2 separate regions of the Mus musculus genome follow, and region 2 is linked to region 1. The links are chromatin contacts, called in public HiChIP or PLAC-seq maps. All regions are on one chromosome and are shown on one strand. The core of a region is the stretch at or near the end of the contact, and the rest is flanking DNA. Distances in the headings are between cores, read along the strand shown.

Evidence for each region. HiChIP or PLAC-seq counts read pairs in DNA pulled down with a chosen protein or histone mark.
Region 2: a contact with region 1 is called in a RAD21 HiChIP or PLAC-seq map of pro-B cells, with 11 times the contacts expected there. The contact joins two enhancer-like sites. A contact is called at or near these places in 5 of 15 datasets of contacts at CTCF or cohesin (CD8 T cells, the NIH/3T3 cell line, embryonic stem cells and 2 more), 10 of 484 Hi-C or Micro-C datasets (B cells, CD8 T cells, the G1E-ER4 cell line and 5 more), 1 of 115 datasets of contacts at active chromatin or transcription factors (bone marrow-derived dendritic cells) and 3 of 9 other capture datasets (adipose tissue, liver and pancreatic islet).

Annotation. Positions count from the first base shown.
Region 1 is chr12:100,657,706-100,661,788 of GRCm38.p6, forward strand. The region is part of intron 2 of Rps6ka5 (ribosomal protein S6 kinase, polypeptide 5); the gene reads right to left. Among named protein-coding and RNA genes, the nearest start is that of Rps6ka5, 65 kb to the right of the region's middle. Within about 2 kb of position 2,561, at least 10 of the 459 cell types and tissues checked have an H3K27ac peak or open chromatin away from gene starts, as enhancers often do. A contact at or near this core is called in B cells and pro-B cells, where this site is marked.
Region 2 is chr12:100,838,067-100,842,672 of GRCm38.p6, forward strand. Dglucy (D-glutamate cyclase) reads left to right here. Exons shown (of 13, transcript NM_145448.5): 4 at 434-632; 5 at 3,305-3,455; 6 at 4,577-4,606. Among named protein-coding and RNA genes, the nearest start is that of Gm36572, 53 kb to the right of the region's middle. Within about 2 kb of position 1,330, at least 77 of the 459 cell types and tissues checked have an H3K27ac peak or open chromatin away from gene starts, as enhancers often do. A contact at or near this core is called in B cells and pro-B cells, where this site is marked.

The DNA of each region.
Region 1 (4,083 bases), core at 1,311-3,810:
TACTAACAAACCAAATAACCCTATTTTAAAATGGGGTACAGAACAGAAAATTCTCAACAGAGGAATCTCTCTAATGGCCGAGAAGCACTTAAAGAAAGATTCAATGTCCTTAGTCATCAGGAAAATGCAAGCCAAAATAACTCTGAGATTCTATCTTATACCTATCAGAATGGCCAAGATCAAAAACTCAAAGTATGATGGTTTGTACACGCTTGGCTGAGGGAGTAGCACTATTAGAAGGTGTGGCCCTGTTGGAGTAGGTGTGTCACTGTGGGTGTTGGCTTTTAGACCCACTAGCTGCCTGGAAGTCAGTATTCTGCTAGCAGCCTTCAGATGAAGATGCAGAACTTTCAGCTCCTACTACACCATGCCTGCCTGGATGCTGCCATGTTCCAGACTTGATGATAATGGACTGAACCTCTGAACCTTTAAGTCAGCCCCAATTAAATGTTGTCTTTATAAGAGTTGCCTTGGATCTGCAACCCTATAGGTGGAACAACAGTATGAACTAACCAGTACCCTGGAGCTCTTGTCTCTAGCTGCATATGTATCAAAAGATGGCCTAGTCGGCCATCACTGGAAAGAGAGGCCCATTGGACACACAAACTTTATATGCCCCAGTACAGGGGAACGCCAGGGCCAAAAAATGGGAATGGGTGGGTAGGGAAGTGGGCGGGAGGGTATGGGGGACTCTTGGGATAGCATTGGAAATGTAATTGAGGAAAATACGTAATAAATTTAAAAAAAAAAAGAGTTGCCTTGGTCATGGTGTTTGTTCACAGCAATTAAAACCCTAATTAAGACATCAAATGACAGCACACATTGGTGAAGATGTGGAGCAAGGAGAACACCACTTCATTGCTTTTCAGAGTGCAAACTTGTACAACCACTCTGGAAATCAATTTGGCAGTTTCTCAGAAAACTGGGAAAAGTTCTTCCCCAGGACCCAGCTAGAGTACTCTTGGGTATATAACCAAAATATGTTCCACTATACCACAGGGACACTTGGTCAACCATATTCATAGCAGCTTTATTCATAATAGTAAAAAACTAGAAACAACCTAGATGTCCCTCAACTGAAGAATGAATAAAGAAAATGTGATATATCTATACAATGGAATACTATTCAGCTATTAGAAACAAAGATATCCTGAAATTTTCAGGTAAATGGATGTAACTAGAAAATATTATCCTGAGTGAGGTAACATAGATCCACTAAGATATACATGATATGTGCTCACTTATAAGTGGATACTAGCTGTAAAGTATAAGATAATCACGATACAATCCCCAAACCCAAAGAAGCTAAGTAAGAAGGAGAGCCCAAGGGAGGATGTTTGAATTTCACTCAGAAGGGGAAACAAAATAGACACTGGAGGTGGATGAAGGGAGGTTATTGGATGGGGTAGGGGGTGGGAGGAAGACAGGGTGGGGACCAGTTATGGGGCCAGGGCATACAGATGAAGACTGGGAAAGAGAACAAAAATCGTGTGTGGGGGGCATATCTGGGGCAAGCTGGAGATCTGAGACAGGGGACGTTCCAGGGAGTCTCTGGGGATGATCCTAGCTGAGACTCCTAGCAGCTAGAGATACAGAGACTGAAGTAGCCACCTCCTGTTGCCAGGTAGGACTTCCAGTAGAGGGAGGGGGCCACCAACCTACCCACAAAACCTTTGACCCAAAAATGTCCTGCCTACGAGATGAGCAGGGATAAAATGAAGCAGAGAGTGAGGGAATGGCCAACTTGAGACCCACCCAACTCCTGACACTATTAATGATACTCTGTTATGCTTGGAGACAGGAGCCTAGCATAACTGTCTTGTGAGACGCTTGAGACCCAGCGTCTGATGGAAGCACGTGCAGAGACCCACAGTCAAACATTAGGCAGAGCTTGGGAAGTCTTGTGTAAGAGTGAGGGGAAGGACTGAGGGAGATAGAGGGGTCAAGACCACCACAACAAGACCAACAGAATCAACTAGCCCAGGCCCATGGGGGCTCAGAGAAACTGAACCAACCTAAGAGTACGCATGGGCTAGACCTAGGCCTCCTACACATTTGTAGTAGACGTGAAGATTGATCTTCATGTGGGTCACCCAACAATTTAGGAGCAAGGGCTGTCTCTGACTCTGTTGCCTGCCTGTGGATCCCCTTCCCCTAGCTGGGCTGCCTTGTCTGGCCTTAGTGGAAGAAGATATGCTTAGTCCTGCTTCAACTTGATATGCCAGGGCAGGCTGGTACTCATGGGCTATCCTCCCCCTTCTCTGAAGAGAAGGGGAGGAAAGAAAGGGAGAAGGAGCATGGGACTGAGGTGGGACTAAGGGGAGAGGAAGGAGGGTGTCTTGGATTGGGATGTAAAGTGAATCAATTAAAAAAAAACAGAAAACACCAGAGGAAACAAACATATTCTTGTAGTCCACCTATAAATATATAAATTCTAAAAGAATTATAATTTTAATATAAAATGCCCTGCATAGACTCTTGTGTTGACTACTTAGTTGCTAACTGATGGTCTACTCTGGGAGGCAGTAGAGACTATCTGGAAGAAGTCTGCAGGTTATTACTACCTGGTTCCTTATTCTTTGCTTCCTGTTTGCTACGACATGATTGGTCTCTCTCATGTGCTCCCTCAACCATGATGTTCTTACTGACCCCCCCCCCAAAGGCCCAAAAATCAGCAAAGGCAAGGACTAGGGAATCAACAAAACCCAAAAACCTTGAAAAGTGACAACCAAGCGAACAACTGCTCCCTTTACATTGTTCTGGGAGGCATGTTAATCATAGCTCTTTAGTAACAAAGAAACAACTGTAATTGAAGGCATGCAAACTTTTAATTTTTATTCACATGCATTATTTTGAGTGAAGCATTCACAGGTCATAAAAGGTTAAGGGCAACTGTTTAGAAAGCCTCTGTCTCATGTCCTTCCTTAAGTCACTCAACCTGGGCATGCTACTCTCACTGGGATTTCAATGTGACAACTACTCTGAGACCCATTTCCTGTCACTCAATTTTTCTAATGCTCTTTAAAACTATACATTGCACAAGCCTCTTATTATTTAAGCTCACATCAAATGACTGCTTTTTTTTTTTTTTTAAGCAGCAGAAATTCTAAGGGACTTGCACTTAGAATTCTCGGGACTGGCATTCTCTCTAAGTGCACGGCATAATCAACGCCTGAGCCTACTTCACTCCCTGCTTCCCACCTGTCACAGACACTTGCTGCCTTACAGGGCTATGCTTTTTGTATATGCTGTTCTGTAGTTGCACTATCATTAAATATTACATAAACCAAGAAAGTGGATATGAAAAAATAGGCCAATTGTTCTGAACAGATAGTTAAAAGTAAGACACTTAAAAAAATGAACTTCTAATGTATTAGTTGTGGGTGAAATGACTGAAAGGCCAGGACAAAACTAAATCCAAGATGCCTCTGTAGTCGGATTACTTCAAATATGTCTAAGCTCTCATTACACCTGAAAGAATCTGACACTGTTACTTTTAGATGAATCAGTACAAACATGCCTTTTTAGCAAACTAAACCATTATGAGCCAGTTCTCAAAATCATATGTCTACAGCTAAACTTTGGCAACAAATGTATATGGGTAAATTTTAAGTGAAAAGTACTCCAAGAAATGCATATAACTCTCCTCCTTTAATGATTCCAGCCCTTTTGACAACCACAAGTCTCAATCTTGCCAAACAAGAGCCTGACTACTAACTAAAGGATCACACTACTGACAAAATGTAATCCTCTCCTTATTTTGGATTATTGGAATCTTTTAAACAGGGCCAGGCCCATCAATCCTTCAAGTTATGTTTGCCTTATCCATAACCTGATAAACACATCTTTTGTACTGTCATCTAACTTAAAAACAAAAACAAAAAACCACCCTTTGCATTCAAATACTCCATGCCACACTGCTCTCGACATTGACAGCATCTTTAGCATAGCCCAGAAGTTCTGAGCTAGGTGGCTCATGCCTCTCCCATCTGCTCCGCCCTGACACTGGCTTACTTCTGTGGACATTGGTTCAGTCCTTTTCTGACTTTCCAGACAAGCACATTTCTTCTTACTTTGCACTCT
Region 2 (4,606 bases), core at 80-2,579, 180 kb after region 1:
CCTCCTCTGCCTTTTTCTCCTCCTCCTCCTCCTCCTTCTTTTAAAGATTTATTTATTTAATGTATATGAGTACACTGTAGCTGTCTTCAGATACACCAGAAGAGGACGTCAGCTCACATTGCAGATGGTTGTGAGCCACCATGTGGTTGCTGGGAATTGAACTCAGAATCTTTGGAAGAGCAGTCAGTGCTCTTAACCACTCTCCAGCCCCTCTCTGACCTTCTAATAAACACAGTATTGGCCGAGTGGGCACGGTGGTACACCCTGTGGAGGCAGAGGCAGATGAATCTCCATGAGTTTGGAGTCAGCCCAGTCTACAGAGCAAGTTCCAGAATAGCCAGGGCTGTTACATAAAGAAACCCTGTCTCTAAAAACAAAAACAAAAACAAAAAAAGCGCCTCAGGGGCCTGTGAGCACTTCTTTGTGTCCCTAGGACCATCTGTCCACAGTTGCAGAAATACAAGTTTGGCACCTGCACAGGCATCCTGACCTCACTGGAAGAGCACTCAGAACAACTAAAAGAAATGGTGACCTTCATCATAGACTGCAGCTTCTCCATAGAAGAGGCCTTGGAGCAGGCAGGGATCCCCAGAAGAGACCTAACAGGTCCCAGCCATGCAGGAGCATACAAGGTAAGGCCATGCCCCTGGGCAAAACAGCTTGAAAATGTGGATGGACTCTGTAGTTTCCGATGGTGGAGAGAATGTTGGTTCAGGGATCAGAAGCCCTAAGGTCAGCCCTAGCTCAGTCGCCCTCCCAGGTAAAACCATTACCCTCTGAGTCAGTCTCTCTCCCACCTGCCTCTGATATGGCTGTGCAATGTCAATCAAAGTCATTTGGACATTTGGAGAGAGAGAGAGGGCATGTATATATGAATGTATGTTCAGGCTAAAGGTCAACTAGTACTCTTCGGGAGCAGAACACATTGTTTTCTGCTAAGTTACACTTATTTGGGGAAGGGGTGATTTTGGTAGTGCAATGTTTGTGTGGAGATTGGATGGCAACTTATGGAAATCAGTTCTCTCCTTCTGCCTCTGCCTCGTGGGGCTTGGGAATCAAATTCAAGTCACCAGGCACGGCAGCAAGTGCCTTTATCTGATGAGTCTTTTCACTGGCCCCACCGTGGAGTTGGAGACAAGACCTCTTACTGGGATTCACTGATTAAGGGTAGGCTCTCTGCCAGAGAGCCCTGGGGATGCTCTTGTCTCTATCTCCCAGTGCTAGAATTACAAGCACAGGGTGTCACCATGGCCAGTTTTGATGTGAGCACAGAGTGTTAACGGCAGAAGGGTGGCCTCTCCTGGGACACGCCTGCTGTTAGGGACTGTCCCTGTGGCCGAGTTGATGCACTTCTCTTCCTGCTGAAACCAGTCACGTGGGGAAGAGTGGCGCCCTTCCTCCTCTGCCTCCTTCCCAGATGCTGTTGGGACAAGTCTGAGCACTCTGGCTGATCAGCAGTCTCCAGGCCTCCCTGTGCACAAGACCAGCCTCCAGACTTCCCTGCTCACAGTGGCTGGACTTTTTTCATCTTGAGCGCTGTTTGTCACAGTGTCCCTCCCCACTTTGACTCCTGCCAAAGAGGCTTGGACTGCGTCAGGTCCCTGCAGTTCTGTAGTAACCTTCGAGGCACAAAAGATTGGGTTGATGAGATTGGCTATACAGAGAAACCCTGTCTCGAAAAAACCAAAAAAAAAAAAAAAAAAAAAAAAAAGCTTTGTACAGAGGCACAGACGTCCATATATGTTCACCAAAGCCTGTCAATTATCCATGACACGTCACTGCCCCCTCTCCCCACAGCTGCCATACAGTTTTGTCTGTAACAACTCACCCCACTGCCCTTAGGCCCTGAGAGAGATGGCTCTTACAGCCACCTTGAATTTGACTGATGGCCTGGATAGATGGCCCATCCTAAACAGAGGTGTCTCAGTCCCCAGGAGCCCTGCCTGGCTTTGTGAGTGGCCTACATGTGCCTTTGCTCTGTCCCAGGTGCTGTCATACAGACACTGGGCTGGCAGCACAGCAGAGCCTCATCTTACAGTTGCCAGGGTGGTAACAGCCAGTTAAGTGGCAGCCAAGGTCGTCCCAGGGGATCCTGATCCTGGCTGCGTTCTAAGCCTGTCGTAAGCCCCACTGCAGGGGGAGAAGTATACCACCAGTGAAAGTCACCCAGGTCGCCCTGTGCAGAATCTTGGAAGGGAAGACCGGGGCATCCAGGGACAGGCTCATCCTGTGGGATCTAGAAGTAAATCAGGCAGCCGATGTTCCTGGCGCTGTTTGCTTGCTTTTGCCTGATTCTGTCAGAACTTCGCAGCTTCTTGAGGTCCATGGAGAAAGAACATTTAGAGACCCATGAGACTGGGCGAGGAAATTGTTTTTTGGTTTTTTGGGGTGTTTTGTTTTGTTTTGATTTTGAGACAGGGTTTCTCTGTAGCCCTGGCTGTCCTGGAACTCACTCTGTAGACCAGGCTGGCCTTGAACTCAGAAATCTGCCTGCCTCTGTCTCCCAAGTGCTGGGATTAAAGTCGTGAGCCACCATGCCCGCCACTGGGTGGGAAAATTGTGTGTGTGTGTGTGTGTGTGTGTGTGTGTGTGTGTGTGTTATAAACCTCGGCTGAAAGTTAGCATTTCCTTTGGTTCTGACTGTTGGCCACAAAGGGCTGTTGGATCAATATGTCCTGGAATGCTGAGGATGATAAAGTATCTCACAAATAGCATAACACAGTACAGTTCTTGAGAGTTTCAAAACACCCTGTATACTGATACTCCAGTAACAGATCTGCCATTCTGTCCTCCTAGCTGTTAGTGGGAAAGTATAATATTCTTTCTGGGGCTCTGGTAACTACATCTGGACATCAGAAATAGTAGTGGTTTCCTTTGGAACATTTGATTCTCTTCTCTTCCCGTCACCTTTTTGCTGCCCCGTCTGTGTGTTTGTTTTAAGGCAGTCTCTCACTGTGTTACCAGAATCACCTTAAAACTTTCCTTGCAGTCAAGGCTCAAACTCCCCATCTCCTTAGCCTCCCAGGTGCTGGGACAACAGGCAACACACCATCCTGAATTTTCTTTTATGTGGTGAAAACATTATTCTGTCCAGCTTAGATGTGTGCCAGACTGCCAAAGTGATGTTGACAGATTAATAAAGAAAAAAATGAATAAGGCTCCCCCCTCCTGCACCCTAGTTTTGAGTCTCTCACTGTCAACCAGGCTGCAACAGCTCCCTGGATCTCTTGCTTCTTGGACTGGAAGTGTTGCGGCTTTAATTTGAGTTGATTCCTGTATTTTCCCCCTATATTTTCACTATCAGACAACAGTGCCCTGTGCCACCATTGCTGGCTTCTGCTGCCCTCTGGTGGTCACAATGAGACCCATTCCCAAGGACAAGCTGGAAAGGCTGTTGCAGGCCACTCACGCCATAAGAGGACAGCAAGGACAACCCATTCACATCGGTGACCCAGGTCAGTGTCCACCCAACATGGGCCTGAAAAGCACACAGGGGCTTGTGCTGTTCTTATGGGGAGGGTCTCAAGGGTGAGGGACTGGGGTGAAACCCAGAAGTCCAGTACTGGGTGCTCTCAGGCTTAAGGCAGCACTGTGCCACACTAGGGGGCCTCATCTTGAGGACTTGTGATGCACACTCAACTCCTATGAGTATCATGTGATCACCACTGGCCTTGGGGATTGGAGGGTCACAGTGGGACTCTTTGTTTCAGGTGTTATCCACAACCATGCACACCACACCTCTCTCTCTCTCTCTCTCTCTCTCTCTCTCTCTCACACACACACACACCATAACATTATTAAATAAAACTCAAATTTGCATTCTGACTGAATGTCATGAGATCTCTTGGAGCTCTCAGAGGGACTGAGGAGAGAGAACTTGGGGTTGGCCCAGAGTGAGAGCCAGGGTCTGTGGACTTGAACTTGCTCAGCTTCGTAGTCAACAGAATTACTAAAGACCTGACATTCTATGAAAATACTATCAGCACTATTGGTCTTCCTCACCTAAAATAGTCTCAGGGTCACCCAGAAGATATCTGCCGACTTGTCTTATCAGTGGGGATAAACTAGGCCCAACGCATCCATCTTTGGCATTCTGGTCCGCACTGTCAACAGCATGTAGATGCTGCTGCTCAGGGCTGGGGCTGCTGGAACAATAACAGAGGTTACAGCTATGTAACTTGATCAGTCTGCATCAAGATGAACACACACACACACAAAGCTGGCTCTGTTAGGACTCTGTGCTACGAGGCTAGTATTGAGCTAAGCACACTGTAAACTCCCTCCAGAAACCACATCATACGGTTTGAGATGTCAGGCCTGATGGTACCAGACAGCGGGGGCCCTAAGTTACAGAACACCCTGATCTGTTAAAACTTCAACTCTGAGCCATCTTTACCTCCTCCTCTTCCTCCTGTCCTTCCTCTTCTTTCTCCTTTTCTAAGATCAATTCTACAACTAGCACTTGTGGGGAGAAAGATACATAGAGTACTTAGTGCCCCCATGTGGGTGGTACCAATCTGAGGAATCCTGGGTTTGGTTTTGGGTGTTTTGTTTTGTTTTGTTTTCCCACCTGCAGGTCTTTTGGGAATTGAGGCACTTTCCAAAC